Linked DNA regions of Danio rerio: region 1 is linked to region 2. Evidence: chromatin contacts called from public Hi-C data. All regions are on one chromosome and are shown on one strand. The core of a region is the stretch at or near the end of the contact, and the rest is flanking DNA. Distances in the headings are between cores, read along the strand shown.

Region 1 (3,100 bases), core at 598-3,097, 75 kb before region 2:
TCTTTATTAGAGATGCACCAACCAACCGAAATCGTACAAAATTGAATTTAGTCGTGTTTTAATTCAGGTGAACTCTCTTCAGGACTCATACTCAATCAACATTTCAAAAGTTTTATGCTACAAAGTCTGTAAAAGTTAATGCCTAGTTCAGACTGCGTGATTTTAGCCCCGATTTTGGCTCGCCGACAGGTTTTGAGAAATCGTCGACAAATGCCTGAAATCACAGGCAAATCGCTGCTCGTGCACGTGAGTGACAATCACAAAGTATGAACTTTCAAAGACGCGATCTGAGAGAATCGCCAATGAGTCGCCGATGCCTGTGAGATAGTTGGCATGCTAAATATTTGGAACTGTCGGCGATTCAAATCATGCCGTGTGAATTGAGTTTTGACTGAAAATAACATCAGCCATCGCCTACAGCCAATGAGAGAGCAGCTTTCACTTGTGTGTGCGTGTTTGTATACTTGCTGCAGGCCAGCGGGAGGCTGGGGAGAAGGTAAAAGCGCTCTTTTTCGGTTTATTTGGACCCACGAAATGGAGGAAAAACTAGTGGAGGTTTGACAGGACTCAGGAGCAACTTTGTTTGACGTTTCATACAGAAAGAAATTAGTTTATTATCAACGTTGAGGAGAAATGGCTAATTCCCTTTAAACCCAGGTGAGCAAACATGTACATGTTCTACCCCATTAAAGGCTTCTTTCTCATTATGTAGTTAATAACAAAAGATATACGATGTGTTTTTGGCTGTGAGACGTAGTTTGGACGAAGTTGTCGGCGATTCTTCCTATAGTAAAGTCATGCAATGTGAATGTCAATGTGGCCGATCCATCTTGCAGTGTAAACAAAGCAGCGACGAAACGCTAGCCCAGATAGTCATGCTGTGTGAAAACATCTGTGACATGACTACTTTGAAAATCATGCAGTCTGAACTCGGCATAAGTCAACATAGGCCAGAGATTGTGAAGACTGACACCTGATACTCTACTAGCAGCAGAGGTTCCTTAAAGCATTCATGGAGAACCAAGGAAATCTGAGAATATCTAGATGTTTTGTTTTTAAATGGAATTGGTTGTTCCACAAAGAACCTTTAACATATACAAAATGATTTCTAGATTATTACAAGATTTTCTAGATTATTAAAAATGTTCTTCACACTAGCAAACAACTGATTCTCTAGCAACTGCTCACTGAAATTCTTTAATGAACCCCAAAATTATTCTAGTGAAGACTAATATGGGACCATTACATGTATGAGCGTATAGGTCCCTTAACCCTTTACTGGACAAAGTAACCTATATGTTAGCTTTAATGACATTTATAGATATATCTATATCCAAAATGGAAAAATCTGTTACGGTTTATTAAACAATAAATATTTTGGAAAATGTGTTTTTGTTCATGTATTAAAGTCAGTGGGTTCTAAAATAGTTTTGTACCCCATTTGCTCATGGACAAAAAAAAAATTCTGAAGCAGAAGAAAGTCAAACTTGTTTGGAACAGCATGATGGTCAATAAATAATAACATGAATTTTCTTTTTCAGAATATTCTCTGTAAGCAAGAAGCAAGCAATCTGTATCTATTTCACCAAGCAGAATAAATAACAAAAGCAATGCATGCACCTTTTGCCTCTCAGTTTACTGCTTTCATTCGTTCTCCCACAAGGCCTGGAGAATCGGCATGACATAAGCGGCTTCCCCTCGAGGCGGAGGTCGGAAGACAGAAGGAGCGGAGGAAGGAGGAAGAGAGAGAGACGGGGCTCGATAAGCGCCGCTATCAGAACGCACCCAAACACAGCGTCCGGCTGTTCTCCCTTGTGCATGCGGAGGAAAACAGATACCCTTAGCAGGTTTGGGCACTTTTCCATGCTGTCTCTTCCCTCTTTTGTCACCCATTTCAATAGGTAGGACTCTGAGAGGATGTCTGTTAGGATGTTCGTGACAAAGAGTAAATACAGCAATTGTCTTCCGCACAAGAGGTTTTATCGTGTGTGAACCTCTGTGAAAGTAAACGAGTGGCAATGAAGGCCTGTTCAGTGTATGCTGCTGGCTGCTTTAGACTGTTTGAAATGGAAATGAGAGCAAACCTGTTAGGAAATACAGGTGTCATCACATACCTTTCCTCGGTTCCAAATCTGACTATCCCGCATCCACTTATCCGGTATCACATGACTGTTTTGACCCCACCATCTCTCCATCTCTCCTAATGAGCATAGACTCTCTGTTAACCTGAGCCGCCATCTACTCACATCTTACAGCTAATTACCATCGACTTGTCACAGCTTATGCAGATGAAGCTCACTCGTTCCCTTCAGGTATAGCACCTCTCACACACTACTGTGAATCAATGCTGTGCTGTTTGGCAGATCTTTTGACAGACTTTTTCCAGAAGTTGGAAGTGCACTGATTTGCTTTTTTAAAGTGTGATGAAAAAATAAATTGTGTTTAAAGTGTCAACTTCACCACAGAGTGGATGTGGTGGAAAGGGCACTGTAGTGGGAAAAATGGGTAAAAAACAAAGTTACATACATTAAGGTCAAAAGTTTAGGGTCAGTTTTTATTTTTTTAAAGAAAATTATTCTGTTCATCAAGGCGTCATTTGTTACATGTATTTTTTAAATATTTATTACAGTTTTGAATAACTGCTGCCTTATTGTATGTTGTTTCAAATGAAATTATTACTCTAGTCATTACTGCTTTTATTACTATTACCATTAATAATAATAATATTAATAATTAATATTGACTGCACCGGCGCCTTGACTGCAGTTCTGCACAAGACGTTTGGCCAGTGGAGAAATGGTCGTGCCCAACTGAGCCTGGTTTCTCTCGAGGTTTTTTAATACTTCACTTTTACAATTGGTGAAGTTTGTTCCTTGCCGCTGTAGCCACTGGCTTGCATGGTTCAGGATCTGTAGAGCTGGGCATCGATGGATTGCTCTTCAGTGTTTGGGCTGTCAATAATGATTATTAAACCACACTGAACTGAGCTAAACTGAATTGAATGTGAACTAAAAACTGAACTAAACTCTGAAAACTGAACTACACAGTTTCAATTTACTATGATCTTTTATGTGAAGCTGCTTTGACTAAATCTACATTG
Region 2 (3,073 bases), core at 543-3,042:
TTGTCGTCATCACAGACCCACTCCGGACAGCAGCGCTCAGGCTTTCTGATGAGACGGCGGCGGGCACAGCGCCAGTCGGGCAGAGAGATGTGGTGTGGGCACAATGGCAGACAGCCGACCACCCCATCCACACACGTGCACTGATGCTCGCAGGAAGGCTGAAAGTCCTCTCCGTGCTGGTAAATCCGTCCATCCAGTTCACACGGGCGACCCTGAGCCTCCGCTGGATGATTGAATAAACATTGATATTGCTTGATTAACACAGAGACACACTTTAACTTATTTTAATTAATTATGCTAATTTCTTTTTATTTTAGTGATTTATTATTTTTTATTTGAATATATATTTATGTTACCGTTTAGCGTTATCCCATTATAATTGATTAATTATTTTTTATTTTGGTTTTAGTCCATTTTCTTTGCACTTTTCCCATGTATATTTATTACAATTATTTTTAAATTGTTAAAATGCAGTGTTTGTTTATTTTATTGACGTTTACTTTTGTCATATTTGTCCTACTTTTTAAAATTATACTTTAATTAGCACCTAATACTTAAACTTTATATTTTAATTCATTAATAATTTCATTAATTTACTTGAAATTTTTATTTTATTTATTATCAAGTAAAGTGCTGTGACAATTAGCTGTATTTATGTTTTTGTAGTTGATAACAACCAGACTCTCGTATTACTTAATTGCTCTCCTCACCTCTGCATAAGCCTCTATCAGGGTCTCCCTCGGCCCCTAGGTGGCAGCGCAGTCCTTTAATGTGGTCGCAGGGTTCAGTAGGGCTGCAGTCCTGGTTAAACTGTCTGGCACAGACCCGACAGCAGCCACAGTGGTCCAAAACCGAGCTGATACCTGGAGGACACGAGGGGGGAGTGGAAGGACAAGAACATTTCAGCGGACATCCTCCCTGCACCTGAGGACACACACGAGAACGAGAGGTTAGTCAACCTATATAAACTATATGTACCGGTGCCAGAATACACTTCCCTATGTGATATTTTCCCTCATTTACGCCATAAATCCAGCGATAATGAGCTGCTTTCACATAGGAATGTACGAAAAAAGCGTTTAAAATGCCATAATTTTGCAATGAAGCAGATGATTTATTACAGTAGTTGTAAATTCATGCTGCCTCTCTGTATGGCAGACAACATTTATGAAAAGTACTGGGTCTGTGAGCCAAAACCTGTCACAAATCAGGCACCACAGTGGATTCAATGCCCTGTCACTCCTTTTTCTGCAATTAGTAATCTATAACACTGTATGTATGTACACACACAACACAATATTTTAGATGCTTTTATTAGCAAACACAGACATTGTTTATAAGCAGCTTTTGCACTTTTATATTTAAACCTAAAGTTTTCTCCTTCTTCAAATTATTTAACATTAGATGTAAAATCCTAGATTATAAACATTATTTTTGGTAATATGCAAATATATTATTAAAGAGAGCTTGAATGTCATATAAAATGATAGAATAACGTACATTTAGATTAGACCACACAAAAACTCACCTCTGCAGTGGCCCATGACAGCAGCACCAGTGTGAAGAAATGTCCTTGCCTTAATATGATCCTCAGAGGAGACATGGTGTTATCCAAAAAATTGTTAAGAGGCCGTCAGAAAGTGTCTTCTGGTTTAGACCTGGTTCTGGATCTGTCAATTCACAAGGGCTTCAGCAAATTACACTCGAGTTTTTCTCTTTAGGTTATGAATGGCTAAATGCAAAAAACTGCAAAGCTGTGTGCTGCTGGATTCCCTCAGTGACTGCCAGTTTTATAGACAGCGGTGCACAGCCCCTTATGACATCACACACACACACAGATCTGACAGGCTACTTTAGACATACTCACAAAGGAAAAGTAATAAAGTTAAAATATTATAGTTTACATCAGAGTATTAGATTTTTATTCTAAATGGATTTTCTAAAAATCAAGTAAAATAAACACAATTACTAATTTTAAAGGAACACAGTTTATAAATATTTTTCTAAATGTAAATTTATAGGAAGCACACAATGAGCAATTTATGTCTGGTTAGACTCCAAAAATGGCTTAAATACCCATGCAAACTGTGTTGTTCTGTTGTCATAAGCAAAATCTTGAATTTCAGTGTTATTAAATGGGACAGCCTCTTGAGATGAACCATCTTATTTTCGAAGGGGTCCCTAAGAGATACATAAATCAAACAGAGTACAAAACATCATAACAAACTTACATACAGCTTAATAAAACAAACAAACAAGCAGCACGCTTCACCTAAACCCACAATCTAAACCTGTGAGCAAACAAAAACATATAATCAAAAGTACAAACAATTGGACATACAAATAAATAATAAGCCTTTAAAATGGAATTAAAATTAATAACATCAAGATTAAAAATAATCTTAAAGTATCGATTTATTTGGTTAGCAAAATTTATTAGAGACATAAGAGAAAATGATCAAAATAAAGCCTTTTTATCATTAAAAAAAACAAGAACAATGACAAAAAAATGCTTAATTTAAACTGAAAATATTTAATAAACTCATAATTTTGTTCAGTTTCTCAAAAAAAAAAAAACTTAATTTCTCAAGTTTGCTTCTGATTTTGGCAAATGTAGTCATTTAGTATGCTACGATGTTTGGAATCAGAAATGCTGAGGAATATATTCATCAGCATGCTTAATGAAACACCTTAAGGTTGTAAATTTATCATTTCAGCTCCAATTTTAAAGGGATAGTTCAAGTTCTCACCCTCTAATGGTTTCAAACCTGCTGTACATATAATAAGATATTTTGAGGAATGGTGGAAACTAGTAGCCATTTGCTCTTTAACACTGACGATTTCAGTAGTAGGAAGTCAAAGGCTGCTGGTTTCAAAATGTATTGCAAATATTTTCTTTTGTATTAAACAGAAGAAAGTTACACAAACTGCTCTGGATCAAGTAAAGGGAGAGTAATTAATGACAGAGATTTTCAGTTCTCTTTAAGACCTGGGACTGTGTTATTGTTCATTTAAACCTTTTCAAGACACACATAAACCTTCTATATAGCTTTTGTGCATTTTATTTTGAATT

What was found. Hi-C and Micro-C count contacts between places; a contact is called where the count stands out from the background.
Region 1: a contact with region 2 is called in a Hi-C map of embryo, with 2.2 times the contacts expected there. The contact joins the enhancer-like site here to the promoter of ccn1l1 in region 2. A contact is called at or near these places in 8 of 18 Hi-C or Micro-C datasets (caudal fin, embryo, fibroblasts and 3 more) and 1 of 4 datasets of contacts at active chromatin or transcription factors (caudal fin).

The regions. Positions count from the first base shown.
Region 1 is chr5:33,608,543-33,611,642 of GRCz12tu, reverse strand. No RefSeq gene overlaps it. Among named protein-coding and RNA genes, the nearest start is that of zgc:55461, 33 kb to the left of the region's middle. Within about 2 kb of position 1,847, at least 8 of the 62 cell types and tissues checked have an H3K27ac peak or open chromatin away from gene starts, as enhancers often do.
Region 2 is chr5:33,533,544-33,536,616 of GRCz12tu, reverse strand. ccn1l1 (cellular communication network factor 1, like 1) reads right to left here and starts at 1,792. Exons shown (of 5, transcript NM_001017653.1): 1 at 1,529-1,792; 2 at 711-924; 3 at 1-223. The coding sequence starts at 1,603. LOC141385837 (a long non-coding RNA gene) reads left to right here and starts at 780. Exons shown (of 3, transcript XR_012406920.1): 1 at 780-949.